3 separate regions of the Sus scrofa genome follow, and regions 2 and 3 are each linked to region 1. A link is a contact called in public targeted proximity ligation data. All regions are on one chromosome and are shown on one strand. The core of a region is the stretch at or near the end of the contact, and the rest is flanking DNA. Distances in the headings are between cores, read along the strand shown. Region 1 overlaps CYP3A46 (cytochrome P450 3A46). Region 2 holds the start of LOC110259856 (cytochrome P450 3A29-like). Region 3 has its middle 21 kb from the start of CYP3A22.

The links.
Region 2: a targeted proximity ligation map of alveolar macrophages shows a contact between it and region 1.
Region 3: a contact with region 1 is called in a targeted proximity ligation map of alveolar macrophages. A contact is called at or near these places in 1 of 5 promoter capture datasets (fetal skeletal muscle) and 1 of 2 datasets of targeted methods (alveolar macrophages).

The regions. Positions count from the first base shown.
Region 1 is chr3:6,704,677-6,708,727 of Sscrofa11.1, reverse strand. CYP3A46 (cytochrome P450 3A46) reads right to left here. Exons shown (of 16, transcript NM_001134824.1): 14 at 3,612-3,836; 15 at 795-957. Among named protein-coding and RNA genes, the nearest start is that of CYP3A46, 29 kb to the right of the region's middle.
Region 2 is chr3:6,787,156-6,791,712 of Sscrofa11.1, reverse strand. LOC110259856 (cytochrome P450 3A29-like) reads right to left here and starts at 1,985. Exons shown (of 13, transcript XM_021086162.1): 1 at 1,248-1,985; 2 at 369-462. The coding sequence starts at 1,318.
Region 3 is chr3:6,604,205-6,608,297 of Sscrofa11.1, reverse strand. No RefSeq gene overlaps it. Among named protein-coding and RNA genes, the nearest start is that of CYP3A22, 21 kb to the left of the region's middle.

The sequences.
Region 1 (4,051 bases), core at 753-3,252:
ATTCGACTTACATATACCGTGAAATTATTACCACAAGAAGTTTTGCTAACATTCATCATCTCATGTAGATAGGAAAAGGAAGAGAAAGAAACAATATGGGGCTTTTTGTGTGTGTGAGAACTCTTCTGATCTACTCTCTTATGCTACACAGATAAGTTAGCTCTAGTCATTATGTTATGAATTGCATTCTCGTACTTATATTTTATCTGGAAATTCGCAACTTTTTCTTATGGCCATACTCATGGCATATGGAAGGTCCCAGGCCAGGGCTCGAAACCCAGCCATAGTTGCAGCAACGCCAGATAATTTAACCCACTGCCCCGGGCTGGGGATAGAACCTGCACCTCCCCAGCTATGGGAGCTGCAGCAGTCAGATTCTTTTTTTTTTTTTTTTTTTGTCTTTTTTTGCTATTTGTTTGGGCCGCTCCCGCGGCATATGGAGGTTCCCAGGCTAGGGGTCGAATCAGAGCTGTAGCCACCAGCCTACGCCAGAGCCACAGCAATGTGGGATCCGAGCCGCGTCTGCAACCTACACCACAGCTCACGGCAACGCCGGATCGTTAACCCACTGAGCAAGGGTAGGGACCGAACCCGCAACCTCATGGTTCCTAGTTGGATTCGTTACCACTGCGCCACGACGGGAACTCCAGATTCTTAACCCACTGTGTCTTAGTGGGAACTTCAGAAGACATTATTCTTTGACTAGATCACACTTTTACAGACAGACCCCTCAGTTTAAAAAAAAAAAAAAAACTTAAGAAAACACTATTAATGCAGATAGGTAACTGTCTGACCTGTGTTTCTCTACAAGGTTTGAAGGAGAAGTTCTGCAGGACTCTGACGAGAGCGAGTTTCATGTTCATGAGGGCAAACCTCATGCCAATGCAGTTGCGGGGTCCAGTCCCAAAGGGCAGGTAAGTGTAAGGGTTTATGGTGTCCTTGTTCTTCTTACTGAACCTGGTTGCATAACAGTACATGAAAACTAATTAATGAAACACAGAAACCTCAAGAGCGCTGAGTGTGAGGTGCTAAATCTTCAACCAGGCACATGAGGGGTCCGTCTGGGGGCTGGTCATTCATCCTGCGGTGGGTACGTTGCTGTGAGGAAGGGATGCTCCAGATCCTGCCCATCCCCCTCCCCCCGTGGGCGCTTTCAGCCGCACTGAGGGGATGCGATGCCTGCTGTTTAAAAGAAATGCATACACACAATGGAATACTACTCAGCCATAATAAAGAATGACATAATGCATGGATGGAACTAGAGACTCTCATACTGAGTGAAATGAGCCAGAAAGACAAAGACAAATACCATATGATATCACTTATAACTGGAATCTAATATCCAGCACAAATGAACATCTCCACAGAAAAGAAACTCATGGACTTGGAGAAGAGACTTGTGGCTGCCTGATGGGAGGGGGAGGGAGTGGGAGGGATGGGAGCTTGGGTTTATCAGACACAACTTAGAATAGATTTACAAGGAGATCCTGCTGAGTAGCATTGAGAACTATGTCTAGATACTCATATTGCAACAGAACAAAGGGTGGGAAAAAAATGTATACATGTAAGAGTAACTTGATCCGCTTGCTGTACAGTGGGAAAAAAAAATAGTAACAAATTAAAAAAAAAAACAAAAAGAAAGAAATGTAAGTGTGACCAGATCACCTTGCTGTACAGTAGAAAACTGACAGAACACTGTAAACCAGCTATAATGGAAAAAAATTAAAATCATTATACTTAAAAATATTTTTTTAAATAAAAGGCAATTAGAAACAAAGCAACAACAACAAAAAAGAAATTTTGTCCTTAAACACTAAATTTCCATTCAGGGGGGAGAGGGGTTCACACTCTGAAGGGCAGTTAGGAAAGGAGACTAACTGTAATGCTCTGAGGATTTAACTGTTATTTCCCCTTGTTTTCCCGTCCCCTCCCCTCTCCCTGTGTCCCTGCCCGGCTGGCTGGCTCTCTTTCTCTCTCTCCCACCCACAGAGGATGCTTTAGTCAGAATATTGACACGGACACATGAGGCGACTCTACCCAAGTGCAATCACTGACTTCCTGGTCAGCCCATACATTCCTTGATGCTTAGACCAATGTTTTATTCAAATTTGACTCCTCCACATTTGAATATATTAAGGAAAAAAATGTGGATTTGGGGAAAGCGATAATGGTGCTGTGGTTATGTCTATTTTTAAAGAGTCCCTATTTCGGAAAACATTCTGGAAGATTCGCAGACAATATGAACTAAAACGAAACAGGAATACAGAGAAAGGTAGCAGTAGCATGTGGATAAGGTGGCTAAATTGGGTTGATGATTCTTGAGCAGGGAATAGGCACAGACAAATACCTTAAAATAGTCTGTAGACTGTGCCTATAGAATAGGCTGTGGCTATGTAAATATACATATATTGTATATTTTTTTAATTCTCCACAATGTTTTTTTTTTTTAACATTTGGATTTCTCACTGCCTGGCCCAGCCCCTGACACATAGGGAGGCACGAACTCTCTGCTTGACATCTGGACAAATCAGACAGAAATGCAGAGTGGTCTCTGGCTTTAGGTTCCTGAGGCTCCAGGAGGGGGCGCTGCTGAGCTTGGAGGTTCCCTGGCCCAGAACACAGAGGACTGGGTTGACTCTGACTTCCTCTTTCAACAAGTGCTGTGTGTGGAGGTTGTGTCAGCACCAGGGGCCCCGTGGCTAGCACAACAAAGTCCCTGCCATCAGGGAGCTTAGAGTCAGAGGCTATAAAAGTCTAAATTGCATCTAGTGCTCTAAAAAGTTCCCTCCAAATTGTGGTCCCAACACACAAAAGGAAAGAAGCATCGACTCCTTCCAGAGTCCAAGCTGTGTCCAGACCAGACCTCAGCTCTGAATTCTCAGAAGAGGATGCTTAGCTCCTCCAAGGAGGACATCTCAGACGTCTGAGGGCAGAGGACGTCTCCGCAGAAGGTCAGCAAATACTGAGAAGAAGGAGCTGGCCCAGGACTGCAGCCACAGACAGCACCGGGGCCTGGGTGCACCTCTGTCCTCAGTGAGACTCCTTGAACCACAGGGATGAGGCCTCTCGGTCCCCAGCCTGCATCTCACAACCATGCTGGAGGAAACGGCAGATGACGTTTAAAGAAATGAAATGTGGGAGTGGTGGTGGTGGATTCGGACAGAGGAGAGGACAGACAGAAGATCTAAAAGGAAATAAAAAGCCTACCCACCACCAACAATATAGTTGTTGGGCAAATTTTTGGCATATGCATACAAACATGTATATGTAGAAGGTTGTTTAGAATGAACTGTTAAATCAAATAATCAGTATAAAGCCAAATTAATAGAAGGCCATTTGAAATAGTAAGCATCTATACAGGCCTACAAAAATATCCTTAAGGACTTAAATTGCAAATTGATGAGGCCTATCTTAAGGTATTAAGAATGCAGAGAACCATAATTTACTTTTTTCTAGTCCACCCTTTGTATAAATTTGACTCAACCAATGGAATCTTATAAAAAGAAAAATTTAACCATAAAAAGATGTACAGAGAAATGACTGCATGCGGTATCAGAATATACAAGCACCAAAGAGGATCAGGATGGATCCCCTTCCCTGGGGTCTCGTACCTTTCAGGGCGGAACTCCTCAGGCTCTGGCCAGAGCTCCGGGGCTCTGTGAAGCGCAAAGATTGGCACCATCATCACGGTCCCTTTGGGAACGAACACGCCATGGATTTCCACATCCTTCTTACAGGACCTCTCAAGTCTAGGAGTAACTGGGAATATTCTGAGAGATTCGTTCACCACCATGTCAAGATACTCCATTTGCGCCAGACCATCGTAGGTGGGAGGCCTGGGAAGGAGAAATAGATCTTGATGAATTAAGATTTGGGATCAAGGGTCAACTCAGTCTATGTAGCCCTCTTCAAATGGTAGGACCTTCAGAGAAGCATATTTTTGAATTTATGGCACACCCACAGCATATGGAAGTTCCTGGGCCAGGGACTGATCCAAGCCAGGACCTACATCAAGCCAGCAACACCAGATCCTTCACCTATGGCGCTGGGC
Region 2 (4,557 bases), core at 736-3,235, 83 kb before region 1:
AGTGCACACAACTTAATGAAACCAGGCACCCATGTAATGCTCTTCTTCTAAAGGCGATTGTCCCTGCCTGGGAACCTGCATCTGGGAGAAAGAAAATCCTGTTCACAAAAATCACAAGTTGGAACTTCAAGTCCTGTGCTGAATCAGCCAGAGAGCTGAGCTGTCTGAGGGAAAAGCTGAGGTTCCTAACAGCTGACAATGCATCTGTGGGGTAAATGTGGCCATGTGCTGCGCAAGGGCCATGGTGCCCTTTCTGGAAAGTGTGAAACCTCAGAACTTCCTCTTCCTGAGGAGAGGAACTTTTACTGAGGAACTTGGCTGGAATTGGCAACTGTAAGAAGCAAAGAGGGAGCTCAAATAACACATACCTTACGGTAGGCCAGAATATTTCCAAAATAAGGCACAGGTGTCGGCCCAGGAATCCCCAGCTTCTTAAAAAATCCATGTGAATAAGTCCCATATCTACAAAATCAAAGAGAAAACCAGGTCACAGGGACTGAGGAACAGGTGCTGGGGCTGGCTAGTCAGTGACTCAGACCTGCAATCATCAACCTCAGAGGTAACATGTAGGCAATAAGCAATTAGTAACTCAAAAAGGAATAATTACATTCACTCTTCATCTCATTTCCCACCACTATGAGATCCATCAAAGGTAATAATGATTAGCTAAAAGCAGCTGAAGTCTAAAAGGTCCCAATCCTAGAACAAATATTTCATATATGTTTCCAGTTTGAGTGCTCCTGAGTTCAGGCTGGTGTTCTTCCAGAAAACTAATGTTAAGAGTTACTTGATTCTGCCATAATTTGGAGATTCTCATTCTAGGTAGAAATGAGAAAAAAAATTCTGTACCACTGAAAGCTCTAGCAACTTTTTCTCAGTTAACTTTGATCTTCAAAACAGACAGAGATAGTGAGACAGTGAGACACCAATATCACTTGCTATCACTCATATGTGGAATCTAAAAAAAAAAAAAAAAAAAAAAAAAGGATGCAAGAACTTCTTTGCAGAACAGATACTGACTCACAGACTTTGAAAAACTTATGGTTTCCAAAGGAGACAGGTTGGGGGTGGGGGGATGGCTGGGGGTTTGGGATGGATATCCTATAAAATTGGGCGGTGATGATCATTGTACAACTATAAATGTAATAAAATCCATTGAATAATTAAAAAAAAAACAGGGAAAGGAGGACCTATTTAGCACCCCAAGCCCAAGGCTATGGAGGAGACAGGTCTGGACAGTTACTCACAGATAGAGGAGCACCAGGCTGGTAACCAGGAGAAGCCAAGTTTCCACAGAAAAACTTGGAATCAGGTCCATGGCCACCGTCCTCTGGGGTTCCCTCCTCTGAGTGTCCCTTCAGCTGTGTGTGCTGCTCTGAGAGTGTGGAGGTCCCCTTGCTGCCCACTAGAGAGTCATTGGGGCTGGAGGTTTAAGTGCTGGGAAAGGAGGTGGGGCTGGAGCTGCAGCCAATGGAAGAGCCCCCTGTGTTCCACCTGCAGGAGCCCCTCCTGCCTTGAGCGCTGGCAAAACATCATGGACACTCCAGTTAGTCCTCCCTTGAGTTCATATTCTATGGGAATTCAATAACAACTCAGTCAGGGTTATCAGTAATCCCAAGCATTACAGAAACTCACATAAAACCACAGGCTATTAATCTCCTCTAAAATGCACTTGTCTCCATACCTGCCCACATGTTAAAATACTTGAAATTCTTTTGACAATCTAGATCGACAGATCTTTACCCATGCAGTTTCCTCTGCCTAGAAATTCCCTTGTTTTCTCTCTACATCCACTGCTCATCCTTTAAATCCCAGCTCAGACATAACCCCCTGTCTTAGAAATTTCCTAACCAACCTCCTCAACCAGATAGAAGCATTTCCTTTGCTGGGGTCTTCTGTCCCCTGCACACAAATCTATTGCCTCCAGCACCATTGCTGGTTTCCTCACCACTCTGTCCCCTCACCAGATGGAGAGTTTGGGCACAGTCTGGGTATCAGTTGCAGTTATAGCCCTGGTACCCAGCACGGTGCTTTCTACAGAGTGGGAATCAGAAAGGTTGGTGGAATTGTGTTGCTGGAAGTAAGACCACCAGGTCACCGCATGACTTTTTCAAGTGACTCATTGGTGACCACACCATCTTCCTGGATTGTTAGTACACCAGGAGTCCCGGCTGGGCCTCAGCCATCATCACTGCACATCCATGAGGATCCATCAGGATTCTGTTGACAAGAGGGCTCCAGAAGGAGAGGCAGAACATGGGGGAGATGGTGATGGTTGCATCAAGGGGTATCAATTCAGGACAATTGCTGTCCTGCCCTCAGAGTGTCCTGCCATAGACAGCAAGTTAGAAAGATTCTAGAGCAAAGAATGGCCCCTCTCTCTGGAAAGGCTGCAAGTCCAAGATCAATGGGTGTAAAGAGAGTGAAGAAAGGAAAGCAGCCTGGTGGCCAAGTGGACCCCAAACTCCTTATCTACCAGTGATGTGATACTTACCAGAGCAGATGGCTCCCTGCTTTTTTGATAAGTAGGGGATTTTTAATGGGTTTGAGAACTGGTAAGGAGAAGGCCTATAGCAGAAGTTGGTATCATCTGTGAGCCCCACCCCATTCCTGAAGAAACCTGAAAATTGAGGCTCTGGAAATTACATGACCTCATTGTCATGACTCTGATCCATGTCCTGTGTCTCCTTGGCCTGAGAAACCATGAATTATGTGAAAAAAATCACAAAGATTCTTAAACTCAATGGAAACACATGACATTTAAGCTGTGTGTGTGTGCTTCCTTCTTGCTTCATCCTTTCTCACTTCAGACCTTCTGCAGAAAGAGAGACCTCCATCCCTCTAGTCTGTTAGTCCCTTGGACTTCTGAACAATAGCCTGAATGAGTGGGTGTCTCATTGATAAATTGCAGTGAGTCCCAGCTATGTCATCTGCTTTCTTTATTTCCTTGGGAGCTTATCTCACAGCATGAAATTTCTACCATCATAGTTAGTCATCTTTGCGTTCATACTTTCTCCAGGAAGCACCTGCTAAGTGAAATGCATGAACACATCTATTCATCCGTTCATTGACTCAAGGCCAAGTGGGTGAATGTCAGGTTGTCTAAAAGCCCATGTTTTCACATACGGGCTTGTCACATGCTTTCAAAGCTCTATATGCTTAGGACACAAAAATGACCAAGACTTAGACATTATTCAGGTTGAAGTTAGGGACACAAACAGGTAGTTTTAGAACAGCCAATGTGAAGTAGTGACACAGGTATGAGAACACAGTGTCTCATCAACGTAAATGGCCTATCTTCTTTCTTAGTTCTTGGCAATCAGTCAAAGGTGAAAATCAAATAACACTCAGGGAAGCATTAGGCTCAGACATCAGTACAGGTAAACAGGTTGTCAGAGACTCAATGATGCAAGAAGCACAATAAGCCTGCTATTCCTTTCCCGTTATGCTGTTAGCCAAGTGACTCCTCTTCCGGGAAGGCTGTCCTGACTTCCACTTCCACTGGCTCAAAGAATTGATCACCGTATAAGGAAGCAACATTAGTCTGGAGTGATTTATATGTTAGATTCAAATTTCATAGGTCACAATCTGTGTGAAAACAGTGTGAGCAAGATTGTGTGTTTATAACTCTGCTCCCATGCCTTCATTGTTTTTAAAATTAACGTGTATTTGATTTACAATGTTGTGTCACTTTCTGCTATACAGCAAAGTGACTCGGTCATACGTGCATTTTATACACACACACACATTCTTTTTTAGTATTCTTTTCCATCACGGTCTATCCCAGGAGATTGGACATAGTTCCCTGAGCTATAGAGTAGGACCTGTTGCTGTTTATCCATTCTAAATGTAATAGTTTGTATCTGTATCTACTAACCCCAGCCTCTCAGTCCATCCCACTCCCTCCCCCATCCCCCTTGGCAACCAAAATCTGTTCTCCTTGTCTGTGAGTCTGTTTCTGTTTTGTAGATAGGTTCACTTGTGCCATATTTTAGATTCCACTTATAAGTGATATCGTATGGTATTTGTCATTCTCTTTCTGACTTACTCCACTTTATATGATAATATCATCCCTGAGGTTTTGCGAACAGTATTATTTTTTTTTCTATTTTTAAGCTCATTTCTTCATTCTTTGCGGTAGGGCAAAACTTGATAATGCCATTCTGGGGTAACAGGTGGTATTTAAGTGCTGGTGGCTTGGGGAAGGGAATAAACAACTTTTCGGGGTCTCCTGGTTTCCAGGATGGGAAGGATGGTGGGATGGGAAGATAGTGACTGAACATTCTCTCTTAGCCTTAGAGGAGGTGGGCACCTCACCCCAACATTGTTGTTGGCTGGGGTCCATGCCTGCTGCATTTAGGTCATGTGTTAAGATTAACTATAAAGAAGCTAAAAGCCTGCTCTCATGAAGCCTACACTTAAAGGGGAAAGAGACTCTAAACTAGTTAACTTCACAAATAAATACCGAGATGTAGGTCAGGACCTGTGCTTCCTTAGCATGGACGTGGTTGACCTTTCTTTCCTTAAACTCTGTTCTTCTTGAAAGACATGAAGACA
Region 3 (4,093 bases), core at 453-2,952, 100 kb after region 1:
GAAGCACCCCCCTCCAGGGTGGAGGCCACAGGACAGAGCCCGAGGGAAACCCATCCCCTGAGCCCAGAGGCCTGCAAGACCCACGTTCCTATTCCCGTAGGTTCTAACCCCCTCCCCATTCATCTTGACACCATCATGGAGGAGCAGGGAAAGGGTGACGAAATTGCCAAGAAAAACCTCGAAGAGCTCGGCTCACCCAACCGAGACTGTGAAGCTGCTGAATCAGCACACGAAGGCATGAAGCGGGCACCCCACTCCCCGTGTCGGGCCTCTGGTTCAGCTATTCTAGGCTTTCACCTCTCACAACAAAGCCCCAGAAGAGGTCAGATGTGCGTCCCCCCCACCACCACCAACCAAAGGCAGGCTGGACTGTACGGAACAGGCCAGAAGGAACGCTGCTATGAGTGACCACAGGCTGCTCCTCCAGGACCCGAAGTTGCTCGCTCCCGCTCAGCCCACCTTCAATCCATCCTCCGGTCCTGTCCCTTCTCCCACAGGACACATTTCCAGTGGGTCTGCTCTGAACCACCTCCACTGGCCCATGCTTGCCCTCATCTTTCATCTGAACAGCTGGGCAGCTCCCAGGCAGCTCCCCACTCCCCGCCCCGACCACATGGCCCCTACAGCAGAAACATGCCGTGATGCTCTCCTGCTAAAGACGTGCCCCTGGCCTCCCACTGCAGTCAGTTAGTTAGAGTCCGACTCCCGCCGCTGGCTCCGGAGGGCCCTGCCCCCGCTCCAGCCCCATCTGTTCACTACCCGCCTCACTCAGGGCCCCAGACCCACGGTCTTCTGGCATCTCAGCCAAAGCCAAGTGCTTTCCTGCCTCCAGGCCTTGGCACTTGCCGTCTCTGCCACCTGGAACGCTCCTACCCTGGCGGTTCGCGGGGCCAGGCACCCAATCCATCATGTCTCAGCTCAAAACACCACGTCCTCCAAGACGCCTTTGTGACCCTCCGGGCGTTACTTGCCACCTCGGCACCAAGGTCATCTCCTTCTCGGCACATAGGTGATAACGTAACCGCTGTGTTTGTCGCCTGGTTGTCGTCTCTCTCCTCACTGGGACGTGAGCCCCTCCAGCGCAGGGCCCCCACCTGTCCAGCTTGCCCTCACATCGTCAACACGGCAGCAGCATGTGGCTTACCAGTTCGACAAATACGGAGACCTGAGCGTGACGGATGCCCACGGATGCCCCTGCGAGCGCATTCCCTCTCTTCGCTCCGAGTGAGAGGGCCGCCCAGCTCTTCCCAAGGTTCCGTGTCTCTGCAGGAAATGCAACCATTTTTCTGCTGATGCCGCACCCATCACTCCCTTAGAAAGGCGGCTTAACAGACCCACCACTGGCAAAAGGGATGATGGCAACACTGGGCTTGGACCAGTGACAATGCTCCCCGTGTCAACCTTGCCACTCAAGTGAAATTTCTGCTGTTTGAAGCCACCCAGTGTTTGGTAATTTGCCATGGCAGCCTCAGGGCGCTAAGACAAGTGTCATCCAAACCTGTGGTGGCAGAATGGGCCTCAGATAAGATGTGCTTCCACCGGGCATTTTCTGAACGTCCTGTAGGGCTAAGTCACTAGAGAGCCCCAGCTCTTAAGGGAGAGACAGGCTCGTCATCTCAGGAAGGGTCCACTCATGACCAAAGAGCCCCAGATAACGGGGGAAACCACGGGTGAGGTCAGCAGCATGAGTCACAGGTCATATTAGCAAAACAAGGAAGAAGGAAGGCAGAGGAAGGGAAAACCCGGGGCGGGTGGGCGGGGGGAGCATGAGCCTACAGGACATTCGAGAACGAAAGTCGTGCATTCCACAAGCATTGCCCAAGCACCTGCTCTGGCCTAACAGCTTTGAGAACGGGCAGGTTAGAAAAACCATGGGAAAAACTGCCTTTCCTTATGAGAATGCAAAGTCTAGTTTTAAAAAAAAAATATTAACAAATTAACTTGATTAATGGTAGCTTAAAGCTAGAAAAGATATTAGAATTCAGTCCTTTGTGGTCCAGATTTCTTCATTCATCAAAAAGTGCTCGGGGAGTTCCCATCGCGGCTCAGTGGTAACAAACCCAACTAGTATCCATGAAGATTCGGGTTCGATCCCTGGCCTTGCTGTGGCTGTGGTGTAGGCCAGTAGCTGCAGCTCCAGTTTGACCCCCAGCCCGGGAACTTCCATATGTCGTGGGTGCGGCCCCGAAAAGACCAAAAAAAGTGTGCCTGGGGTCATTCCTGCTGGGGCACAGTGGGTTAATGACCCGGCTCACCTCTGCGGTGTTGCCAGCTTGATCCCCAGCCCGGCACTATGGGTTACGGATCCAGCGCTGCTGCCGCTGTGGCATAGGTCACAGATGAGGCTCTGATTGACTCCTGATCCAGGAACTTCCATATGCTGCAGGTGAGCCTGAAAAAGGGGGGAAAAAGTGTTCCTGGGATAGACCATGAGGGAAAATAATATTTTTAAAAGAATGTGTGTGTGTGTGTGTGTGTGTGTGTGTGTGTGTGTGTGTGTGTGCACGTGTATGACTGAGTCACTGCTGTATAGCAGAAATTGGCACATTATAAATCAACTATACCTTTTTAAATTAAAAGTTAATTTACAACAATTATAGTTGATGTAAAATGTTTTTTCAGTTTCTGTTTGGAGCGAAGGGACCCAATCACACACAGTTCCCTGAGCTGGGCAGTTGGACCCCATTGCCCATCCATTCCAAATAAATCAACTATACTTTAATGAAAAAAATCGAAAATAAAATATGCACGCAGGGCTTTTTTTTAAGTGTCACTTAAGTGACACTTTTAAGTGTCACTTGATGAGACGCAAACAAGAAAACACGAGGCGTTCCGAAGAGCCATGACGACAACAGACCAAGGCAAAAATGAAAGGAAGAGGTGCAGGGCAGGCAAAAGTCTCTCTGAGGAGGTCAGATTGGTGCTGGGCCTTGGGTGACGAGACAGAGCTATGCGAGTACGTAGCGAAGGATTAACTCAGCAGACCTGAGCTGTGCAAACTCTGCATATTCCAGAGAAAGGTCTGATCCTGACCACCGCCAGGAAGGTAACTTTTAAGCCCTTGAAACAGGCTGCCAGTAAGAGCGTCTGTGTGACATGGGGTCCGTGGGCCACACCAGATAGTTTACGCCAACAGCGTGAACCCTGGGAGGGATCTCAGGCCATGCTCCCTCAGTTTGACCTTTGGAGCACCTGGAGACTGAAGAACTAAGGGCAGCCACATGCTTAGGTGACCAACCCTAAGGTAAGCCCTGGACAGCAAGGCTCAGGTGAGTGTCCCCTGTTGGCAACGCGTCACACATGCGGTCACGCGTCATTGCTGGGAGAGCTAAGGACTGTCTGTACCACTCTACTGGGCGGGGAAAGCTGGACGTTTGGGGCCTATCTGCCTCTTACCTTTGCTGATTTTTTTTTTTTTTTTTTTTTTGCTATTTCTTTGGGCCACTTCCGCGGCATATGGAGGTTCCCAGGCTAGGGGTCGAATTAGAGCTATAGCTGCTGGCCTACACCACAGCCACAGCAACAACAGATCCGAGCCACGTCTGCGACCTATACCACAGCTCACGGCAACGCCAGAGCCTTAACCCACTGAGCAGGGCCAGGGATCGAACTCGTGTCCTCATGGATACTAGTGGGGTTTGTTAGTGCTGAGCCGCAATGGGAACCCCTGGACGTCTTGATGGAAGTAAATTTGGTTTTACTGCTCCACCACCCAGCACCAGGCCTGGTGAGAAGAGCTTAGGAAGACATGCTTATCCAACTGAATGACCGTGAGGCACTTTTTATGCTCAGCCTTTCTCTCCTGGCTGGCCAAATTCTGACGCTTGGCCTCACCTCCCGTTCCAGGGCCTTCTACAAGCCACTCTCAAGCTCTTTCCCTGGACTCCAGCACAGCTCTCTGCGGGAGACCACACACAGAACTTGCTAGCTTGGAAGAGAAGGCATGTCTAAGGGCAGAAAGGTGGAGTGGAAGAAACAGGGCAGCAGCTCGAGTGGGCACAATAAGATGAGCTGAGAGGCCAAGGCTGAAGCAGCTCTTTTGGAGCAAGGGCCACCTCTAAAGGTGGAAAACAGACGTCAGAAGATGATGAAG